Regions from separate parts of the Sus scrofa genome. Here region 1 is linked to region 2. Evidence: chromatin contacts called from public Hi-C data. All regions are on one chromosome and are shown on one strand. The core of a region is the stretch at or near the end of the contact, and the rest is flanking DNA. Distances in the headings are between cores, read along the strand shown.

The links. A called contact is a pair of places that touch in the nucleus more often than the background predicts.
Region 1: a contact with region 2 is called in a Hi-C map of embryonic fibroblasts, with 1.9 times the contacts expected there. The contact joins two enhancer-like sites. A contact is called at or near these places in 6 of 47 Hi-C or Micro-C datasets (embryonic fibroblasts, liver and skeletal muscle) and 2 of 2 datasets of contacts at active chromatin or transcription factors (alveolar macrophages and skeletal muscle).

What each region holds. Positions count from the first base shown.
Region 1 is chr7:92,240,328-92,247,040 of Sscrofa11.1, reverse strand. All of the region lies in intron 11 of RAD51B (DNA repair protein RAD51 homolog 2), which reads right to left. Among named protein-coding and RNA genes, the nearest start is that of ZFP36L1, 250 kb to the left of the region's middle. Within about 2 kb of position 3,615, at least 23 of the 83 cell types and tissues checked have an H3K27ac peak or open chromatin away from gene starts, as enhancers often do. A contact at or near this core is called in embryonic fibroblasts, where this site is marked.
Region 2 is chr7:91,964,778-91,971,701 of Sscrofa11.1, reverse strand. The region is part of intron 8 of RAD51B (DNA repair protein RAD51 homolog 2); the gene reads right to left. Among named protein-coding and RNA genes, the nearest start is that of RAD51B, 380 kb to the right of the region's middle. Within about 2 kb of position 2,646, at least 10 of the 83 cell types and tissues checked have an H3K27ac peak or open chromatin away from gene starts, as enhancers often do. A contact at or near this core is called in embryonic fibroblasts, where this site is marked.

The DNA of each region.
Region 1 (6,713 bases), core at 2,366-4,865, 270 kb before region 2:
ATGGGGGTGCTGACTACCAGACCAGAGCATGGCAGCGTATATCAGAGTGTGTTGGCGGGGGAGTGCAAGCAAGAAAGTGCCATGCAGGAGCAGTGATCAGGGGGCCACGAGCATAGGATGGAAAGAAGAGGCGACAGGGGGGCCAGACTTGTAGGGAGGACCTGATTGGGCCTGGGAATAGGTGGGGAGCCCTGTGAAGAAGGATGCTTTCCTTTTTTGGTTTTTAGGGTTGCACCCACAGCATATGGAGGTTTCCAGGCTAGGGGTCAAATCAGCTGCCGGCCTACACCACAGCCACAGCAACGCCAGATCCGAGCCACGTCTGTGACCTACACCATAGCTCACGGCAATGTTGGATCCTTAACCCACTGAACGAGGCCAGGGATCAAACCTGTAACCTCATGGTTACTAGTCAGGTTTGTTTCTGCTGTGCTACAACGGGAACGCCCAAGGAAGCTTTCTTTTTTTTTTGCCATTTCTTGGGCCGCTCCTGTGGCATATGGAGATTCCCAGGCTAGGGGTCTAATCGGAGCTGTAGCCGCCAGCCTACGCCAGAGCCACAGCAATGCAGATCCGAGCCGCGTCTGCGACCTACACTACAGCTCACAGCAACGCCAGATCGTTAACCCACTGAGCAAGGGCAGGGATCGAACCTGCAACCTCATGGTTCCTAGTCGGATTCATTAACCACTGCGCCATGACGGGAACTCCCCAAGGATGCTTTCTTGACTAGATCTCCGGACAGACAACTCTTGGGAGATGATGGGGGCTGGTGCCAAGGCTGACCTCCTGGGGGATGATGGGAATTTTATAGAGAGACAATCTCTATAAACTCCTATTTCACCTCCATGCTCTGCAGGCTCTCCTCCCCGCCCTCCGCTAGCCCGTGTTCTCTACCCACCAGGCCTCGTGGCTAGAAACGCCTTCTCCTTAACTTTGAAATTTTGGATGCAACTCTTTCTTTCCCTAATGTACTGTTATTTTCAAATCTCTCCAGAAAGCCTGTAGCCAGCCCCACTCGCCCCCACCTCTCTAGAACACAGATCACTGCTAGGGTTGATGGCTTGGGTGTAGCTTGGGCAAAGCTTTCAGAGTTTTGACCTATCAGGACTGGCTCATATGGAATCCCATGTTGCTTACAAAGGAAGAGAGTGCTTAGGAAATTCTGTGAAGCACTTTTTTTGCAGGGGGAAATTGGTAATCCACTAAAAGAACAAATTATTTCCAAGCACTCCAACACCATTTATAGTCCAATGCTGTTTATACATGAGGCCCATCTACTTTTTATTTTTTTAATAATGATTTTTATTTTTCCATTATAGCGCCAAGTACTTTCTAAAGCAGACCCGGCCCTGCCTCTCCTAAGGAAGATTTTGTTAGCTGTGATTCTGATTTATTCGACAGGATGGAGAGCAACGACTATTTGGCTGGAGATGTGTGACGCCTGAGGCTCCCTAGACCTTAACTTGAATTAGTCCAAACCAGTGGTTTCACTGAATGCCTCTTTAGCATGAAAGATTCTGTGAATAACCCCTTCACACCCCGGCCCGATAAACGGCTGCACAACTCTTGGTAGGGATCATGCACCCTGACAATCTTTCAGGAAGGGACCCCATGCTCTGAAGTGAGGTAAATGCTGTTGTGTCTCTGTTTCTGTGAGGGGACCACTGACTGAAGTGGCCACCTTGGCCAAGCACAGCAATAGCCACTTGCATGACTTGTCTCACAGCAGGAGGTCCTGACCGGGAGCCTGGTGCTGCTCTGAAGACTAACTGGAGGGTTGGGGAGGGGCCCACAGGAGGGAGGAGACAGCCACCTTCCCGGGATCCTTGGCGCTGGAATCCATCTTGGCTGAGAAGTGTGTGTGCTGCCAAGAAGGACCCTGAGCCAGACCCAGACCAAGTGGGGACCGAGCAAGACGATTGGCCAGAGACCACCCGGAAACGGACCCCATTCACGTAAAACCTGAGACTGTGAGCCACCCGGCAGAGCAGGTCTCCCGGGTTCCCTCAACCTGCTGCTCCCCCCGCACCGGCACCAGCGCCCCTTCCCAATCAAGTCTCTTGCGTTGTGTCAGCATGGGTGTCTCCTCGGACATTTCATTTTGTGTGTTCGCCAAGAGCCCATTCTCAGGCCCTGGAAAGGGTCCCCCTTCCTGCAACATTTCCAGGAGGCAAAGTAAGCAAAGGTAAGTGTGTGGTGACCAGACACCATGCAGGCAGAAGGGAGCATCTATCCCCAGGAAGGGAGCGGGGCCTCCTGACCAGGGCTGAGAGGGTCTCTCTGTGTTGCACCCTCAGAAGATGTCTGAGTCTTGTTAGTTCTTTCCCCGAAGCAGGATAGCCTACGGCCCCCTCCAGGGGAACCCCCACCCCCATTCTCTTCCCAGGTCCCATCTCATTCCTGAAATAGAGGTAGGCCAGCTTGCAGCGGTGGAGTTACTGGACAGCAGGCAGAGCTGACCAACAGTTTTCTGTGGCCAGAGATGACCAAATACCAGCTCAACACCCAGCAGCAGGGATTTCGGTAGGAAGGTGCTGTGGCTTCCTCCATAAGGAAGAAAGACCTATTAGATCCTTCTTTCCTTCTTCTAGGATCTTTTATAAAAATAGATGAAGCAGCAGATATGGGCTAACCATCCTGTTGTTACCGCCCGGTGATTTGGCACAGGTCACTTCTCCTCAGACGTAACGGGGAGTTAGACTCAAAGAAAGTTGGGTCGGTTTCTGGGCTGAATGTTCTATGACTTGCAGACAGTGGCTCAAAACTTGGGACCGTTCCAAGTCTGACTCAGAGCCTTGGAATTAGCATTGGTCCTTCGGAGGAGTGGGACAGACAGCTGGAAGAATATCTGGGAGCTTTTGAAGGACCTGAGCTCAATCAGGTGCCTGAAGTGTCAGCCTCCTACTCACTCCCAGGGATTTGAATCCTCTGAAGGGACCGTTCAGGGGTCCTGTAATCAAATGCAAATTACGCCTTTAAGCACCAAAGGGGTGGGAGGAGGGATTAGCTGACAGCCCTGGGAGCGCTGCCTCAGGCCCTTGGGACTGACAGCCCCCCACCGGGGAAGGTCAGGAGGGAAAGAACAGAAAAGGGAGAGAGCTCACGAGGGGTCAGAGGCCTCCGGGGCCCCCACTTCATCTCCAGTGTGCCCCTGAACACGGCCCTGGATGGGGGGCTAATCCCCAGGCTGCCTGCCCTCGGCATTGTCTTGGTGGGGTCAAGACCCCCACCCCATGCATCCCTGGCTACACTTTTGGCCCACGGTGCTCCGTGCTAGCCCGAAACTCTCCAGGCCAGGCTGAGACCTGGACACATCCCCTCTGTTCCTCTCCTTCCTCCCCAGGCTCAGAGAAGTTGGGACAGAATGCAAGGAGCGGGCGGGGGTGGCTGATGGGGCCACAGCCCAGAGAAGGGCAGGCAGAGGGTGGCAGGGGCAGCTGGGAACCAGCGCCAACAAAGTAAACCAAACTCTCTCCCCCGTGCCCTTCCCATTCTACCCCGCAACGCTTTCCAATCAGGGAATCTAAAATTACCATATTTACAGCATCTGCAGCCACGCCGAGCACTAAACAAGATGAATAGCCGTGACGCACGAACTGAGTACAAGTATGCAGCTTGGCTGGGCTGGGCTGGGCTGGGCACCAGGGTGAGTGAGCCACAGGGGGAGCATGGTGAGGTCCCAGGCAGGGTGATGGACGGGACTCACCAGGCACTAAGGGAGGTGGGAGAGCGGTGAGGAAGTCCTGGCAATGTCCATCTTCTAGGAAAACAGAGAGATGGAGCAATTAGCAAAGGAAGGGGGTAGAGATAGAGATAGAGCGATATAGTTGGATGGATGGATGGATGGATGGATGGTTGAATGGATAGACTATGAGAATATGTGCTAACTTTAGAAGGCTCCCTTTCCTCCTACTGCCTCCCTACCTAAGAGGAAACTGTTGAGACCTCTAAGGCAGGATCCCTTCGTGGGTGTGTGTGTGTGTGTTGCGAGGTCCTCTACCAGAATCTTGCTTTGGACTCTTAGGTCTGTGAGTCCTCTTTCCCCAAGCAGCCTCTTCCAGGAAAGCTCTGGTCAACCACAAAAACTAAATGACTCCATTCATAAAAAGGGCCTGACCGTCTGGCAAAGGCAATGGAGCTCTGGGGGAGACCAAGAGGGGAATGATGGGCGTGTGCTCCATGTGAGAGGTCCCAGCAGGCTCCCAGCCTAGCCTGTTCTTAATCTGGAGGAAAGATGTCCAGGTAAAGAGCGTACAGACTCATAACTTGCAGATGCTCGTTCAGAGACTTTCCAGACTGGGAGGGACCTCAATACACCAGAGAGAGGGGAAGAGGTGGGTACCAGGCACTGAGGGGAGCAGGGCCAGCCAGGAACCAGCTCCAACAGAGTGATCCACTCTCAGGCTTCGATCAGGGCTGCCTGTCTCATCCTGACCCGAGGCTCACAGAAACCTCCCTTGTGCTCTAGGACTCTGAGGGAGTGGGACCCCTGGACCCCTATGCTCCTCCCTGGAGCCAGAGCATCTCCGCATCCATCTGCTTTGTGTCCTGGCCTTCTCTTCAAGTTTTCATTTCTTTTCCTTAACATTTTCAGGAACAAAGCCAGTGTGGCCGTCCCTGGCCTGTCTGAGCAGGCGGGAACTGGAAAGCAGGACACGTAGCTGGAAGGCCGGCAGTGCGAGGGTCTGGAGAAATCAGGGGGGATGTGATGGGGGGTGGGGGGGGATGCTGAGAGAAGGAGGTGACACAGATGGGAGGCCGAGGTCGAACACGTGAACCAGCTCCCAGAGGAAATCATCCCTAAGCAAACTGGAACCAGCTGCTCTCCGCAATCACCTGCTAGATCCTGAACTGGACCCCAAAGTGGGGGCCTTTTGTTATCAGCCGTCTAGGGCCCCTGAGCCGTTCTTGGTAGAGGTGAGGTGAGGCAGGATGTTGGAGTTGGAGCTGGCCCCCCAAAATGTTTCCAAGTTGAGGACATCCACCATGCAGCCTAAATCTGGCCCTAGCCTCAGGGTCTGTCAGAATGAGGACATACTGATAGACTATACACAGGTATTTCTGTTCTTCTCAGGGGCCCAGGATGGCTAAGAACCGCCCCCTCTTTCATCATTAACATGGTACGAAATGGGCAGAGTGAGTCCCCCAAGGTGGCAGCTCCTATTTCCTTTGCTTTGTCCTAGGTGGACCCATCTTCCTCCATCGTGGCCAGAAGTCCCTCCTCCCTCCTCCTTCTAGCCCTCAGACCTTGCCTTCTGTCTCCTCTTCTTTCCCACCTTCCCATTCAAGTATGTTTCCTCCAGGTTTGGGCTTCTGGTCCCCTCTTCAAACTCTGCTCTCTTTGCATGCCCTTCCTCTCGGCCAGCTTCCTTTACCACTGGAAACCTGCGACCTGAGCCCGAAGCCATCTCCCGAATTGCCCGCATATACTGCCAACTGTTTGCAGAATCTCTCCAGTTGGAGATGCTGAACATTCTACAGTTGTCTCAAATCACACATGTCCAAAACGGATCTCATTAGCCACGCTCTCCCGCTTCCCATGACAAGGGCCTCCTGGTGTCCCTCCCCCATCCTTTCCCCCTCCGTCAATGATCTCACCGGCCACTCAGACATCCCAGTGGAAACCTTAAAGTCACCTCTGACCCCTCCCTATCCCTTCCATCTGTGCCACCGTTGCGCCAGCTCAGGCTCCTAGCCTCGCTCTGCACCTTCAATCCCTCTTATGGGCTCTTCCAGCCTTGGATCGCCCTCCACGTTTCAAATGGGAGACGAGTGTCTACACCCAGACTCTTTGCCGAGGGCTTGCTTTGTGCCCGGAACTGGGCATACCACAGTAAACAGGGCCAGTAGGGTCCCTCTCTTCATGGAGCTCATATCCCAGCTGGGGAGCCAGATGGGAACAAAAGCACAAAACAGACCAGTGAATAAAATACGTCTTTGTTGTAAGAAGTACTCCAAGAGGAATGAAGCAGGGGCTGGGGTGGGAAATAAGGGGTGGCGTGGATATCTCTGCCACCCCCCACATGAAGACCTTCAAAGGCTCCTGAATACCTAGAGGACAAAGTGCAAACTCCTCAGCTTGGCAGGCAAGGCCCTTGCCAATCTGGTCCAATCTCTTCTCAGCTCCTCTTCCACCACCCCCTCCCTCCTGGCTCCCCTCCACCCTATGCTCTGCATCCTATTCATCTCTGAATCCCCAGCCCCTTGTTCCTGGCAAATAAAGGTCTGTGCAGTCAGTGTGTTCTCTTCACGCATTTGTCCCTCTCCCCTTTCTCACGGCTGCCTTTGGTGAAGCATCTTTACCATGGCTCTGTCCCCTGAGTTTCTGTGGCTTCTCACCCTGTTTCTGCCCCAGGTACTTGTAATATTTGACTCTCTCTCTCTTGCTAAATTTCTAAGGCATGGAGGGCAAAGGCGGTCTTCCATTCGGAAAAAAAAAAAAAAAAAAGCCTGGCACACAGTGGGTGCCTGAAACCTGCCAGTTGAATTGACTGCGAAGAGGATGAAGAAAAGGGAAGTGCTTGTTGTCCTTTGTAGACTGTTTCCTGCTAAAACAACTCTAGTGGCCAAAATATTTGATGGAAAGAAGCAGTGTGAAGGCGTCCATTGCCAAATGGACAGCCAGAGGTACACACCTCCTCCTGCTCAAGGAACAGCTTCACAGAGCCTAATTTTGTCACTAGGTCTTTGAACAGATTTTTGCACAATCA
Region 2 (6,924 bases), core at 1,397-3,896:
GATAAAGAAGACATGTTTGTGTTTTTAATATACATACACCCAAAATAATGCATATATTCCTAAAGACGCAGATTAAATCTTTCTTGCTCACTACGTTAAACTATGTTTCATTTGGTCTGAATTCTTGATTACTGAATAATTCTTTGGAGAGATAATATATGTTCTGCTCTACTGTATATTTTTTTTTACTTTTAAAAGAAGTTTTTCTTTTTTTCCTTTTATCTTTTTACCCCTATAACCCATTTCTCCCACAACCTGACCCTCACCTTTGGCAACCACCAATCTGATCTCTATATCTATGAACTTGTATTCCTGTTTGTTTTTTTATTTCCACATATAAGAGATCATACAGTATTCACAAAGGATTTCACTTAGCATAATGCCCTAGAGTCCATCTATGTCACAAATGGCAAGGTCTCATTCTTTTTTATGGCTGAATAATATTTCATTACATATAGTATATATATTCCACAATTTCTTTATCCATTCATCCATTGATAAACATTTAAGGGAGCTCCTGTAGTGGTGCAGCAGAAATGAATCCAACTAGTATCCATGAGGATGCAGGTTCAATCCCTGGCTCAGTGGGTTAAGGATCTGGTATTGCCAGTGAGCTATGGTGTAGGTCGCAGACACGGCTTGGATCTGGCGTGGCTGTGGCTGTGGTGTAGGTCAGCAGCTATAGCTCTGATTTGACCCCTAGTGTGGGAACTTCCATAAGCTGTGGGTACAGCCCTAAAAAACAAAACAAAAAAAATTAAAAAAGATAAACATTTAGGTGGTTTTGTTTTCTTTGGATAAATACTCAGAATTGGAATTGCTAGATCATATGCTAACTCTATTTTTAATCTTTTGAGGAACTTCCATACTGTTTTCCACAGTGACTACTCCAATTTACTTTTTTTTTTTTTTTTTTTTTCCTTTTTTTCCTGGCACTACCTGCGGCAAATGGAAGTTGCCAAGCCAGGGGTCAACTTGGAGCTGTAGCTGAAGCCTCCACCAGGGCAACACTGGATCCGAGCTGCATCTGTGATCTACACTGTAGCTTTCGGCAACACCGGATCCTTAACCCACTGAGCGAGGGTAGGGATCAAACTTGCATCCTCACAGAGACAACACTGGGTCCTTAACCCACTGGGCCACAATGGGAACTCCCCAGTTTACTCTTTCAAAAAACAGTCTATGGTAGAAATAAAAGGCAAAGAGTCCCCACTTTTACAAAGCTTATAACTGAGTTAGGATGTCAAAAATTTTCATAGAAAACAGCACTTAAAACTCTAATATAGTCTTATAATAAACTTCAGGGTTTTATAATATTGTTACAATGGAAATCTTCCAATTAAAAAAACTACCCATGCACTAACTTAACAAGTCAACTGTTTTCATTTATCCATGCTCCATCCTGATCCATATATACACATTTTTATAATTTGATATTCTGTTCTTACTGTTTACCATCATGGCAAAATTCTTACCGATGCAAAATATTTAAAATCATTTAACTTTAAATTGTTATCAATTAATAGAAGCATAGTATTAAAGGAACTAGTCACCACTGTTAGACATTGAGGGTGTTTTCCCTTCATAAATAATGCTGCAATTAATCTGACTACTGCATTGATCATTTTCTAATTTTTTTCCATCTTAGATTTTATTACTTTTCTCTAGAACTTTTGCCCCCAGTAATCAAATGGTAAAGTAAGAGCTTTGTTCATAGAAATACTGATTACTTACGATCTTTTTAATATGTCTTAGATGAATAAACCCAAATTTTATATTGATGATTTTAGTATTTATCTGCCTCAATTTGATTGCTTCCTGTGCCCAAAGTCTAACTTTTTATATCAACTGTCAGATCTGTTAAAGTTTCACAGCAAGAGAGATGGGTGGTGAGAGATTAAGACAGTAGGATAGGCTTGTGAAGGAGGGAGGATCTGACCCAGGGCTTGGAGACATAGAAGGATTGTGAGCTGATCTCAGAGAAGAGGGACTCTACAGATAAAGAAAGCAGGGTGAGAGAAAATCCCAAACTGCTATGATGAAGCAGTGTAATTCACAGAGCTTCTTCCCCAAGAGCACCAGAGGTATGGGTGGGAACAGCTGTAACAAGGGTGAGTAAGAGAAGGGACACATGGAAGGATCTGAAAACCAGCCCTAAAAACTTCCACTTCCCAAACGGAAATGAATTCAGAGTCATAGTCATCGAATCAGATGAAACATTTAAATGGACTCTTCGGTAAGACTTCTCTGGGGCTGATTTCAGATGCCCAAATCTGCCTGGCAGGATGAAGAGAAACTTCTTACTCTTTTCCAGAGAGAACACTTAGCAGACATCAGATGGTGAGGGGCAAGACAGAAATGGCCACCAACATTGGCTAGGAGAGGTAACAAAGATGCTATAACTTCAGTTACACAAGCTGTAACTCCAGTGACCTATTCTCAGAGTCAATGCCCAAAGAGAGTAAATCTGTATCCACTTGTCAAATTCAATGTGTCACCTGACCAAATCGAGTCAGAGGTAAGGTGTAGCACATATTTCTCTAGTTGACCACAGAATAATGTCCTGGATCCAGATGAATTCTCTTTGCACAGTATTTATTATTCTAATAAACCAAATGGAATGTTTAGAGATGACTGGAGCAATCTGATTGGCAAACTTACAGGGCATTCATTCTTCCAAGGTGACTGGTGCATGAAAAGTGAAACTATAGCACTCGTGTAAACAATCCATCTGCCTCATTTCCCTCCCCCAGGCACCTCTAATTTTCAGCTTATGTTAGCTGTAAGACGAGCTAATGTTTTTAGTGTAGAAAAATGGCATTATCCCAGACAGGACTTACTTTAAGGAAAAGAGGAAAAATGCTAAAGCCATACAGATGGTATCAGTAGGTACTGGTACCCATGACCAATGACTAAGATGAATCACTATTACATTTCAGCAGACAGGTGAGACCATGAATCTCAGAAACTAAACACTAACTTATTTCAGGCATCAAAAGTTCCACTTTAAACAAAACTGTGTGATAACTTTTGCCCATAAATATGTATAGTCTTGAACCGATCCCAAAGAAATGACTGCAAATCAGTAATACAGTCTGATTAACTCATTCTTTCAAAAAGGTCCCTCCCTATGGGTACTTGGAAAATTAAGAGCAAATGATTATCTTATGAGGCAAACAATTTATAAAAAGGAGCCAGGTAAGTCAGACATGAAAACAGGACTCGGAATTATGGGGCCAGAACCAAGATGCACAGGCTCCTTCCTGGAGCCAGACCAACACACCAAATAGATGCCCTTCAAGGTGAATTCTTAATGATCTCCAGGTAGTTACCTTACACTTATCGTTGGCAAATCTTACTTCTTCTTGATGTTATTAATGCTTGCTTTCAACTCTTCCCCCCCCCATCTTTGGATTCATTCTTAGATCCAAAAGAGGAAGCATTTTTTGAAAATAGTTGAAACACAAAACTCTTTAAGATATTCATATTTTTAGAAAGGAGAGGAAAAGGAAGAAAAAAGGAGGAGGAGGAGCTAAATGAAGGAGGAAGAAAAAGAAATAAAAATGAGAGAGAATGAGGAAGAAATGAGAGGTACTAGGTGAAAGGGGGAAGGAAGGAGAAGGGAGGATGTAGTTCTGTCTAGGAGGAGAAACAGAATATTCCAGACATGAAGGAATCAAGGCCACAGAGAAGTACATGCTGGACTATTTTTCCAGCTCCTCCCAAATCACGTCCTGGTTACTCAGTACCTGAGTATTCATAAAGCCCAATGCATTCACCTAACAGACTTCATAATGTTCAAGCCACAATCCCTTTGGTGGTTTGATGAAAGCTATGGAAGCCATCTCAGAAAAATATTTCCAAGTACATAAAATAAAATACAAAGAGAAACTTCCTACTCTTTTCCAGAGAGAACACTTAGCAGACATCAGATGGTGAGGGGCATGACAGAAATGGCCAGCAACACTGGCTAGGACAATCACAAAGGACACCAATTTTATGGAAATCCAGTTTTCAGACATAACTTTCGAATACACGAAATATTAATAAATATGCCTCTTAATTGATTAAACAGCAAAATCTAGTGGTGGGCCTAATGTAATCACGATAATGTCAAAGTAGTGGTAAGTATAAGGAATATTTCAAGATATCTGGAACAATTGAAATAGTCAAGTATCAATAATTTAAAATCACAGGTACTGCTAATACAACTGTGGTGTGTTGTCTTCCTTCGGAATGGAAGGAAATGTTAAACAATTTCATTACAAGTTTAGCGAAAATGGAGTGTAATATTGTTTCTTATCTGAGTTCATGGATATCCATTCAAGGAGGTGAGGGGTCCACTGACCCTAAAATAAGAAGCTCTTACATAAAGAGTCAAAACAACTTGAAGAGTTAGTCTCTTTTCTTTCATGAAACTTTTAATCCAGCAGCCACCTAAGAATCCACAAAATTATGCAGACCAAAGTTGCTGAGGAAACCAACAACTCTGAAGAAATATAATTGAAGAAACAGCATGAAGTGGCACAAATTATACAGGCTTCTTGGAACAAGCCAAGTCCTTTCCAAATTCTTAAAGAAGTGCTAACATACTGGGTACATCAACTAATTGAAAAAATTAAATACGAGCCCCAGCTTATACCACACACACCACGGTTAGATCTGGACCCACCAGACTTCCATATAATTAAAACTATTCAAACGCTGGGAGAATACATGGGTGTTTTTCTTCTTTTTGGTGATTGTTGAGGTAAAGCAGGATTTTGCATAGTACTTGAGGCTAAAAAAATATACTCTCTGAAACATATGGTGATATAATGAAGTGGGAAGAGTGTGGGCTCCTGGGCCAGGCTGCCTGCGTTTATTTCACTTCTTTCTGTATAATCTTCTGTGCCTTAATTTCCTCAACAGGGAAACAGAGATAACATTACCTACCTCATTGGTTTGTTGTAAAGAGTAAATATATAAAAAGTGATAATATAAAACGGTTGACATGGTAGCTAAGTGCTAAAAAATGTGTCTATTATTATCCTAGCTTCTTTTAAGGTCCTTTTAAGAGTAAAAGAAATCACTAAAAAAATACCGACATATTTGATTACACAAAAATTTAAGACTTTTATTTATCAATGGCTCCACAAATACAATTAAAAGGTAAATGAAAAACTAAGGAAATAAGTAAAATGAATACGAAAGACAAAAGACGAATGGCCTTCCTACAAAGAGTTCTTACAAATCAATATAAAAACACACATTAACATCCCCATAGAAAACCAACAAAAGACATAAACAGACAACTCATAGGAGACAAACTACAACACATAAAAATCTGTCCAAAAAGAAGATTTAAATGATGAGAGAAAATACCTGAAGTAAACTATTAAGTAGAAAAAAAAAAGGACCAAACCTACATATAACAGCCTAACCATTTTATAAATACACAAATACACTGAAAAGAGTGTGGAAGTGAATATGCCAAGATGTTAAAGGTATTTCTCGATAGAGGATTACAAGAAAGTGATTTTTATTTTCTTTACATTTTTCTGGTCCTGACCACATTTACATGAAGAAACATTCCTTTCTAATAGAAAAAGAACTTAACACTGCAGCATTGCTTGAAAGAGTGAAAAATTAGGAGGCATCTAAATGTGTATCAATAACAAGGGGTGAAAAGCATACATAATACGTATGCATATATGCAAATAACTGCATAAGCAGCTGTTAAAAAAGAAATACTTTTTCTGCAATGTTTTTATATAAAAAAGAAACAAGTTGCAAAGCAGTTTAAGTATGACGCCATTAAAAATGCTGCGTATATTTCTGCATTATTTCCCAAAAGGTGTGCGTGGGGGGGTACACGGCGGGGGTGGTAAAGGTGAAGGAGGAGACTAGATGAAGGCCTGAAGGAGGGTACTGAATTTCCAGAATCAAAAATAGGATCATATTTAAATGTAAATTCAAAAATACATATCCCAGTTAGATTCACATTATTTTACGTGGCTCCTATTTCTTCATCCTCCATTCACAGAATTTTTCAAGACTTACATTTGAGCTCCTTTACTATTTCCCAGGAAAATTAGGACCTTCATCATGCTCTGAAGCTCAAAATTTCCACAGCTAAAATAGAATAAACAATTTTTTTTTTTTAACATTGTATGTTGCAGTTATCTAGTATAAGCTGTTTGGGCATAGGTATACTCAATTCCTTTGGGTCATAGGATTAAAAAAGGAATTTGAGCTCTTTCTCTTTTGTAGAATCTGTGAAAGACCTTTTAGAAATCAGTGACTCAAGAGTTCCCATAGTGGCTCAGTGGTTAGTGAATCCAACAAGGAACCATGAGGTTGTGGGTTCGATCCCTGGCCTTGCTCAGTGAGTTAAGGATCCGGTGCTACCGTGAGCTGTGGTGTAGGTCACAGATGCGGACAAAAAAAAAAAAGAAAGAAAGAAAGAAAGAAAGAAAGAAAGAAAGAAAGAAAGAAAGAAAGAAAGAAAGAAATCAGTGACTCAAAAAGGAAGGCTATTGACTATGAAAGAAACTCCCCCCCCCTTTTTTTTTCTTTTTAGGGCTGCACCCATGGCATATGGAGGTTCCCAGGCTAGGGGTCTAATCAGACCTGTAGCCTCTGGCCTACACCACAGCCACAGCAATGCCAGATCTGAGCCACATCAGCGACCTATACCCCAACTCACAGCAATGCCAGATCCTTAACCCACTGAGTGAGGCCAGGGATTGAACCCGCAGCCTCATGGTTTGTAGTCAGATTCATTTCCACTGTGCCACGACGGGAACTTCAAAAGACAACCCTTTTAAATTCTTATAAAAACCAGTGGAATGGATTAGCAATGAGATCCTGCTGTATAGCACTGGGAACTATAACTAGTCACTTATGATGGAGCATGATGGAGATAATGTAAGAAAAAGAATA